Regions from separate parts of the Mus musculus genome. Here region 1 is linked to region 2. Evidence: chromatin contacts called from public Hi-C data. All regions are on one chromosome and are shown on one strand. Each heading gives the region's core, a stretch centred on a gene start, on an enhancer-like site or on the middle of the called end of the contact. The rest is flanking DNA. Distances are from core to core; before and after follow the strand shown. Region 1 has its middle 80 kb from the start of Gm34753. Region 2 holds the start of Pde1c (phosphodiesterase 1C).

Region 1 (3,921 bases), core at 1,069-3,568, 87 kb after region 2:
CGCTCACCCAACCCAGGTTATCACCACTTTCATTATCTTGAACTTATTTTATACCCTGAAATTAAAGAAAACAGATGGGTAACATGATTTTTGCCTACAGAAAAAAAAAAAAAAAAAAAAAAAAAACCCTTATCAAATGAAATACAACTAATTACTTTCTTGCAGAAACTGACAAGTCTTGACAGTTTTATGACTATTAAGCAAATTCATTTCTGCTCTCCTGCTGGTCTTAATTATCTGTCTGCCTTAGGATTTGCTGTGCTGGATACCTACCCTGCCCCTGCGTCACTATGACAGGATGCCTGATATAAAGGACATAAGGTAGAAAAGATTTATTTTGGCTCATGGTTTTTGTAGCATTCATCCATCACAGCAAAGAAGGCATAAAAAAAGAACTTACATCATGGCAACAGGAAGAAGAGAGAATGAAATATAGGAAGAAACCAGGACAAAATATAGCTCCCAGTTACATAGCCCTAGTGACCAATTCCTCCAACAAGGGACCACCTTCCTTCTTAAGCCCCATAATGTCACCAAATTGTCTATCAGGAGATACTTTAAGTTCCTATGATGTAATTGTTTCTGGAAGCACCCCACAGTCACACCCAGAGTGTATTTGACTCGTGTACCAGACATCCATCAACCTGATCAAGTTGACAATTAAGATGAAGCATTGTGTGTTCCAAATAATTGAAATATTTTCCTGGTTTCTTTAACAACTAAATCAACTCACCAACACATTTGTGTGCTCTTAAAGATATTAGCCTTTAGCAACTCCAAAGGAGCCATGGCTAACATTTGCTGCCCTCACTTGAGGAATTCTGTTGTAATTAGGCTACTACCACCTACCGGCCACTTGAACTACCTGCAATGTATTCATATTCTAAGCATCTGTGCCACTGAACAATATTCCCAATGGAAATAACTCTATTTGATGAAAAGGATATATTTAATTCGGGGTGATATACATAAAGTTTATATTTTATTCTCTCTCCAGTAAGAAACAAGAAGAAATTTTAAAAGGAGCAAAACCTATGTAAATAATATAGTGGATGAAATAGTAATAGAGAAATTAGGGTAGATATGAAAGGATTATTTTACGTTGATAAATATTTTATATTGTTGAACTGTGTAAGTTAATATTAAAATAAATAAAATCTAAAATTGTATGCAGACATAAACATATGAATCTAAATATATATATATATATATATGTGAATCTATCTATCTATCTATCTATATAAAATGATAGCTGTAACTGATCTTAAGAGTGAGCCAATATCTTCTGATAATTACAGAACAATGCATGCCTAGAGAAATTTTAAAGTCCTTGTGGCAGTGGAACTTAAACCCAGGATTCTATACCTGCTAGTCAAGAAGCCTACTACCAAGTCATTCTACCTGCTCTAAGAGATCAATTCTAAGGATACATACAAACATACACTAGAACGAATTTTTAGACTTGGTGGGAGCCATGAGACCGTAATCCTAAATTTTATGTAGGCTGTAGAAAATTAACATGTGGAATTAAATTTAAATTAATTCATTTAAATTTAATTAAAATTAAAATGCTGGAAATGAAAGCTTTTATTTCAGAAGGAAAAGTCACACAGGAAAAAAATGGTCAAGGAAGAGAAGAGGCATGTGGCTCTCTCAGTATGAACACATGGTCACATTCAGGAGACATTGAGAACATGTTTGATGACCAGTTTGATTAGTAAAAAGATAACTATTATTCAGAAAGGAAAGAAAACACAAAAATAAAATGTGAGCAAAATTAGTTTCAATTTTTAAAGTAAAACATGTATCATATCACAAGCAACATAGTGAAGAATCACAGGAAATACAGTAAGAGGAGGACCAAGCATGGCCAAGTACATCCAGGAGTTCCCATCAGTGTCAACAGGTTTCTGCTTTTCAAAAACAGCATTTGAACCTTTGCCCTGTATTCATGTACTAGACATGTCTCTTCCAGACAATTCAATAATATTCCTGAGTTACCCTATCTTAGTCTCCTGCCTCACTTGCCACCTAACCCTGAGAAGTCCTATCTGAAGTTTACTTTTCAAATAAAAGCCAAGACATTTGGACACTCCCCATCTTAGTCTCCCATAGTCAGGGTGATTGTCATCTAGACGTACACAAAGGTCAGATACTGAAGCATCTCTGATACTCCAGAACCCATTTCAGACAGGCCAATCTAAGCCTCACCTGTTCCTTCCCAGGAAAGCTACAATGAGGCTCTTGGCCACACAGGCTTGCATCTTCCTCTGTCAATGACCAATCCAAGCACTTCCCATGTGGCCCCAGAGTATGACGCATCTTCCTCTCTTCTCGTGGGATCTGTGTGCCTAACTATGTTTTCAAGGTCACTCCTCTGATGACCTCTTAAGTAAAACAATGATATAATTAAATGTATCAAAAATAGGTCAAGTAGGGCTAGATTCTAGAAAGATCGTCAGAGGAGTTGTTAATTTTCTGACTTAACCCTCAGAAATGGTTTCTGAGGGCTTTCCATGCATGGGCACCGGATAGTTCCTCTGTGGGTCAAGAATCCCTAGAGGAAAGCTGGAAGAAAAGTACCAGCGGAGGTTCCCAACAGGCCCCGCTAGAAGCAAACCCACGCCCAGTACATAGAGTATCCACAGTATAGTCTCCCGGGGGCACTGGCTGGAAAGTCTTCTCTGACGAAATGAAAACTAAAACTTCCCCCACTCCAATTTATTTTAGGCTGATTTGAAAGCATGAAATGCCTCTGACTAAATAGAGACAAAAATACAGAAACAAAAATCACATGAGTCTCTTCCAATAATATCAAAAGCCCCGTGAGGGAGATCACAGGTAAACTAAGCCTTCAGGATACCAAAAATAGTGTGGCTCAGGTGCAGGAGGCAAGCAGCTCCACTGAGCCCACTCCATCTCATCTGCTCCTCCTGCTCCCAAACCCAGCTGTGTGCTCCTCCGCCTTCTTCCCTATTTGGTACCTACCCATTTTCCTACACTCTCCTCTGTGTCCCTGACGTACCTCCTTCCTCTTACTTTCTTGTCGAGTATTCCATAACCCTTCCAGATGGTCTGTAAATCCACTTGACTCATAAGCTCTGTTAGCAGTTATCTGTAGCCATAAGCACAGTAGGAGAAGGAGCAGTCAGGTTCCAATGTGTCACTGTCCAGTACTCACGATGAGCTGAGAAGTGCTATGATATCTGATGGGAATTGCCTTAGTGACCATCGGACCTGCTTCCTCAACACTTGAACACTAGCGTATTTTGTCTCCAAAGATTGAAACTCTTGGGTCATAGAGTGAGGGGAAAGAAACCTAAGTGTTTTAACCCAATATTTTCACTTCCTTCATCCTCTGAGATACAACACAGTGTTTACACTGTCACATAAGAGAAAACACAGATGTACAACGTAGACCAAGAAGAACGGTCCATGCTTCAGAAGGTCTTTTATAAGGAGGATAAGATTCACTGGGGACATCTCAGGCCTCAAGGAAGCAGTCTGTAGCTTTTAGGGAAGGGGGCTCAGCTACAGGGAGCAGGAACCATGCAGGGTAAGTTTAATGGACTGAGAAAAGACAAGGGCACAAGCAAATGAGAAGAATGTAAACTAGGGGTAGCCACAGATCACTTTATAGTGTGCCTAACAGAGGCATCCAAATATACTGCCTGCAGAGGAGCCCTGGGTAATATTGTAATTCTGTTTCATTCTGATAAAAGCAACGTATCAGCTTGGGTCTGAGTAAACAATGTATACAATCTGTTGTTACACACTGAGAGTTTGGTCTTGCAAAAACACAAAGAAGGGAGGAAATGTAATTCTCCAGAAAGAAAAGGGAAAGTGCCTTTGTATCCATCCTCCTCTTGGGATGAAGTTCCTCTGTGGGACAGACTTTACTCACTAAAACTGAAGGGATGG
Region 2 (3,654 bases), core at 317-2,816:
TTTATTTGGCTTTGCTTCTTGGATATGTATGCAATGCTTTCAAAAGCACTGATGGCAGACGCATAGCAAGGAGCTATTTCTCTCTCACCATCCTTGTAAGTTCAGAAAACCTGCAAAGGGTTTTCAAAATTACAGTAGATCGCTGAAGTCGAATATCTGACACAATAATCACCTACTTGCTGTGAGCAGCATCAATGGGAGCTGTGTGTCAGCTGACAAGGAATCACTGGTCGTGAATGTGTAATAAAGGAAAATATACTCTGAAGTCACCTCAGTCCTCAGCAACTAAACCAGAAAGAACGAGGTGAAGTGACTCAAGTTCAGAGCTCTCTCTGTATCACCATTTGTGCTGTTCCCGTGTGTATCTGATGTGCACTTTCTCTAAAAACAGCCCACCCTTCTCTAAGCAAAACCTGCCAGGAAGAGTCCTAAGAAAATATCAGGACCTGAACCGAGCTAGAGAGTAGGCAGACAGAATTATCAGCAAAAGTGTCTATCTGAATCTGAACAGTTACTAAGTCACTGGATGATCTACCAACATGCTTGCAAACAGTTTACAAAGAAAATTTCTAGTTAAAAGTCCCTCACCAAACTTCTCTCCCTGGGCAAACGGACCGGAAACACCTCCTTGCTACTTGCATCACAAGTGTGTATTCAGGAGGGTATGCCCGGCCCCTTCTCAAATAAAACAAGACTTGTAAAGAGCAAAGCATCAGGACAGAAAAGCCGCCCTTTCTGCTGCTGCGTTAGAAGGTAGGAGCCTAGACTGTAGTTTACAGAGACAGTTGTGGAACTTCTACCACTGAGTTCAAAGGGCTTGCAGTGAGGGGTAAGGAATGGTGACTGTGGATGCGCAGTAAAATAGGGACGAGAGAGGGAAAGAGGGCAAGGGAGTCAGGGAGTAGGGAGGTGTACTTACAGCCCGCGGAGCCGAAGCCAGATTTTCTCGATCTGCTCAGGTTGCAGGTGTTTCAGAGAGTTGCTCTCGAATTCTTCAATTTCCTTGGTTGGAGACTCCATAGCTGCAGGTTCTCACTGAGGGTGAGGTGGAGAGAGTTTGTGTAGTCCCTTCCCAGCCTCCTCTCCTTGCTGGGTCCAGCCCAGTGAGTCTTTCAGTCACTTTGTCACTTCCCCTGCAGCGTCCCCAGAGATGGCTCAGAGCCTGCAAGGATCACAGGGGACTCCGGCCCCAGGTGCGCGCTGGAGGCAGCTGTGGAAACCAGCCATGATGCTTACTACTGCCAGGGACAGGGATAAGGACTGTGTCCGGGAGAAAGCGCCTCGACTCTGTTCCTGTTCTTTTTCCCTTCAAACAAAGCCAAAGAAGCTACCGGCGGCTCCCCAGAGGATTTGGAGGCAAGAGGAGAACTGAGTGGTAAAAAGAGGGGAGAAAGTGAGGAGCTGGGTGGAGTAGGATGAGCCTGAGCAGCAGGGTGAGCCGCGGGGTGCTCAGACCCCTGCCCAGCTCCGCCCTGCGCCCTGCGCCCTGCCTGCTCCGCCTCAGTGCCCCTCACTTACCAGCAAGCCCTGCTGACATGCAAGAACTGACAAGTGAGAAAAGTCTTTTGTTGGCTTGGGGCTAGTGACAGGGCTGGCACCCCGTGTGGGGAGGGAGGGGATAACACTGTCAGCAGGGCAGGAGTACCACACCTGCCCCCACAGGCAGCCCTTGGCCACCCAGCCCTATGCCCTACAATGATGGCTGCCCGCACTGCATAAAGAACAGGGCTCCGCGCCCCAAGGAAGGGAAATCTGGGGCTTCCCAGCACAAAGCCCTGGTGTTTTCTTACTAATAAAATTGATTCTCATTCTCTCTCTCTCTCTCTCTCTCTCTCTCTCTCTCTCTCTCCCTCCCTCCCTCCCTCCCTCCCTCTCTCTCTCTCCCCCCCCTTTCAAAAACAGATATTACAACAAAAGAGTTTCTTCAAATAATGCTACAAGCCTTCTAGGCGGCTCCGCTGTGCGCTGGCTACGCAGCTGTTGACTTTGGCAGTCTGTCAGCTCCACACAGCTGCACCACCCTGCTAGATGGTCCCCTTGGTCATGCACAATGTCAATAACATAATTGCCCAGCAGAACGGGACCAGGTTGGAAAGAGGAAAGCATCTAGGGTTAGGGATCAACTTAAAGACAAGAACAACTTTTCATTGGTCAAGTCAAGTTCCATTCATATGATTTGGCAAAGGAATAAAACAAGGGTATATACCTTTCACTTGCTCAATGAATTGGGTAATTAGCAATCATTTCCCAGTAATTGGCCATATACTCTAGCAAAGATACCTAGGTGGATCAGAAAAAAAGTCGCCCTCATTTGTCACAGATTCAAAAGTCAGTCTATTCATCCATCCTTAAAGGTACATAAAGGCATAAAGTACACCTCCACTGAATTAAAGCATTGCTACTAGGCAAAGGTAATATTAAACAGCTGCTATATATTAGTGTGGAGGGCATTTACCTGAATAATATAATTACTTATTCACATTCACCCAGCTGATAACAGTGACTTGGGAAATGGTATGCCAAAAAGGGAAATAGTTTGCCAACTTGTCTGGGGGCTAGAAGACAGAAGTGTGGGCTGAAACTATGGTATTTCCATTAGCGTGCATGTGTGCCCTGAGTGAGGACCTGCTGACCAAATTCAGACATGTAATAATCATTCGGATAACAAGCACTGTGCCAAGTACAGGAACCTTTCTCTGGTCCGAACACTGTGCTAACAGTTCTCTGCTCACACAACAGTCTGTGAGTCTGATATTATCACCGCTTTTCAACAAGGAAATGGGAATAGCAGGAAGTTACCTGCAAGAACGAGAACCAAACCAGGAACAACCAGAACTGGAGTTGAGCACCATTATTCTGGCCTCAGAAAAGTGTCCCCATCGCAAGATCACATTGTCTGCATGTCCAAAGTGACAAATATAAGCAAAAAAGTTTCCTGTCTCTTCCACCCATACAATTCTTTGAAATCATGTAGAGAGATTTGGGGAAAGGAAGGCAGATATTACTGGATTTGATTAGGTCAAATAAGCCCATGTTAGAAGGAAAACAAACATGCTTTCATTACAATCTAGCAGATGAGAGAAAAGATAAGAAAACTTACTGAGAATCTTTGAAGTCAAGATTTAGTGTCACATTAGATATTTTTGAAACTACCGTTATATTAGAAAGTTGATAAAATACATAAATTTGCCTTATTTTAGACCAGTCATGATTTCTGAAACTAGAAGTCTCCTGGAAGATAATTTCAAAGTGTCAAAGATGATTTTCAAAGTTTTTTTTAAATAGGATATTTCAAATAGCATCTATTTAATAAGGAATTCCAATGTATTCCTTAACTTCAAACCATGAAGATGAAGCCACTCTTCCTTCTGGGATCAAAGAGTCCTAACTTCTCAGGGATTCTGTTCACTCGGCCTCTCATCTCTCAGCTCTTGACCTGACATACCAGTTCTGTGAGAAATGAAGCCAGAGTACCATAAAGGAGCTTAGGCATCCTTTCTTCCTTCTAATCAAGAGTTCTCTAACCCACAGTCAGAAATCTGTTTCACTTGACAAGTTCATGCTTTCTGTTGCTCTGTTCTTTTCCCTTTAGCTGATGCAGATGCAGAATGCTAGATACCTGCAGCAATGTTGTGAATCACAATTTCTGGTGAC

What was found. Hi-C and Micro-C count contacts between places; a contact is called where the count stands out from the background.
Region 1: a Hi-C map of olfactory sensory neurons shows a contact between it and region 2, with 2.2 times the contacts expected there. The contact joins the enhancer-like site here to the promoter of Pde1c in region 2. A contact is called at or near these places in 1 of 39 promoter capture datasets (embryonic stem cells), 8 of 484 Hi-C or Micro-C datasets (cardiomyocytes, cerebellar granule neurons, cerebellum and 5 more), 2 of 115 datasets of contacts at active chromatin or transcription factors (a beta-TC-6 cell line and stem cell-derived neural progenitor cells) and 2 of 9 other capture datasets (adipose tissue and pancreatic islet).

Annotation. Positions count from the first base shown.
Region 1 is chr6:56,447,278-56,451,198 of GRCm38.p6, forward strand. It overlaps a transcript of Pde1c not described here. Among named protein-coding and RNA genes, the nearest start is that of Gm34753, 80 kb to the left of the region's middle. Within about 2 kb of position 2,319, at least 5 of the 459 cell types and tissues checked have an H3K27ac peak or open chromatin away from gene starts, as enhancers often do. A contact at or near this core is called in olfactory sensory neurons, where this site is marked.
Region 2 is chr6:56,360,826-56,364,479 of GRCm38.p6, forward strand. It overlaps Pde1c (phosphodiesterase 1C), which reads right to left and starts at 1,567. Exons shown (of 19, transcript NM_001159953.1): 1 at 920-1,567. The coding sequence starts at 1,020.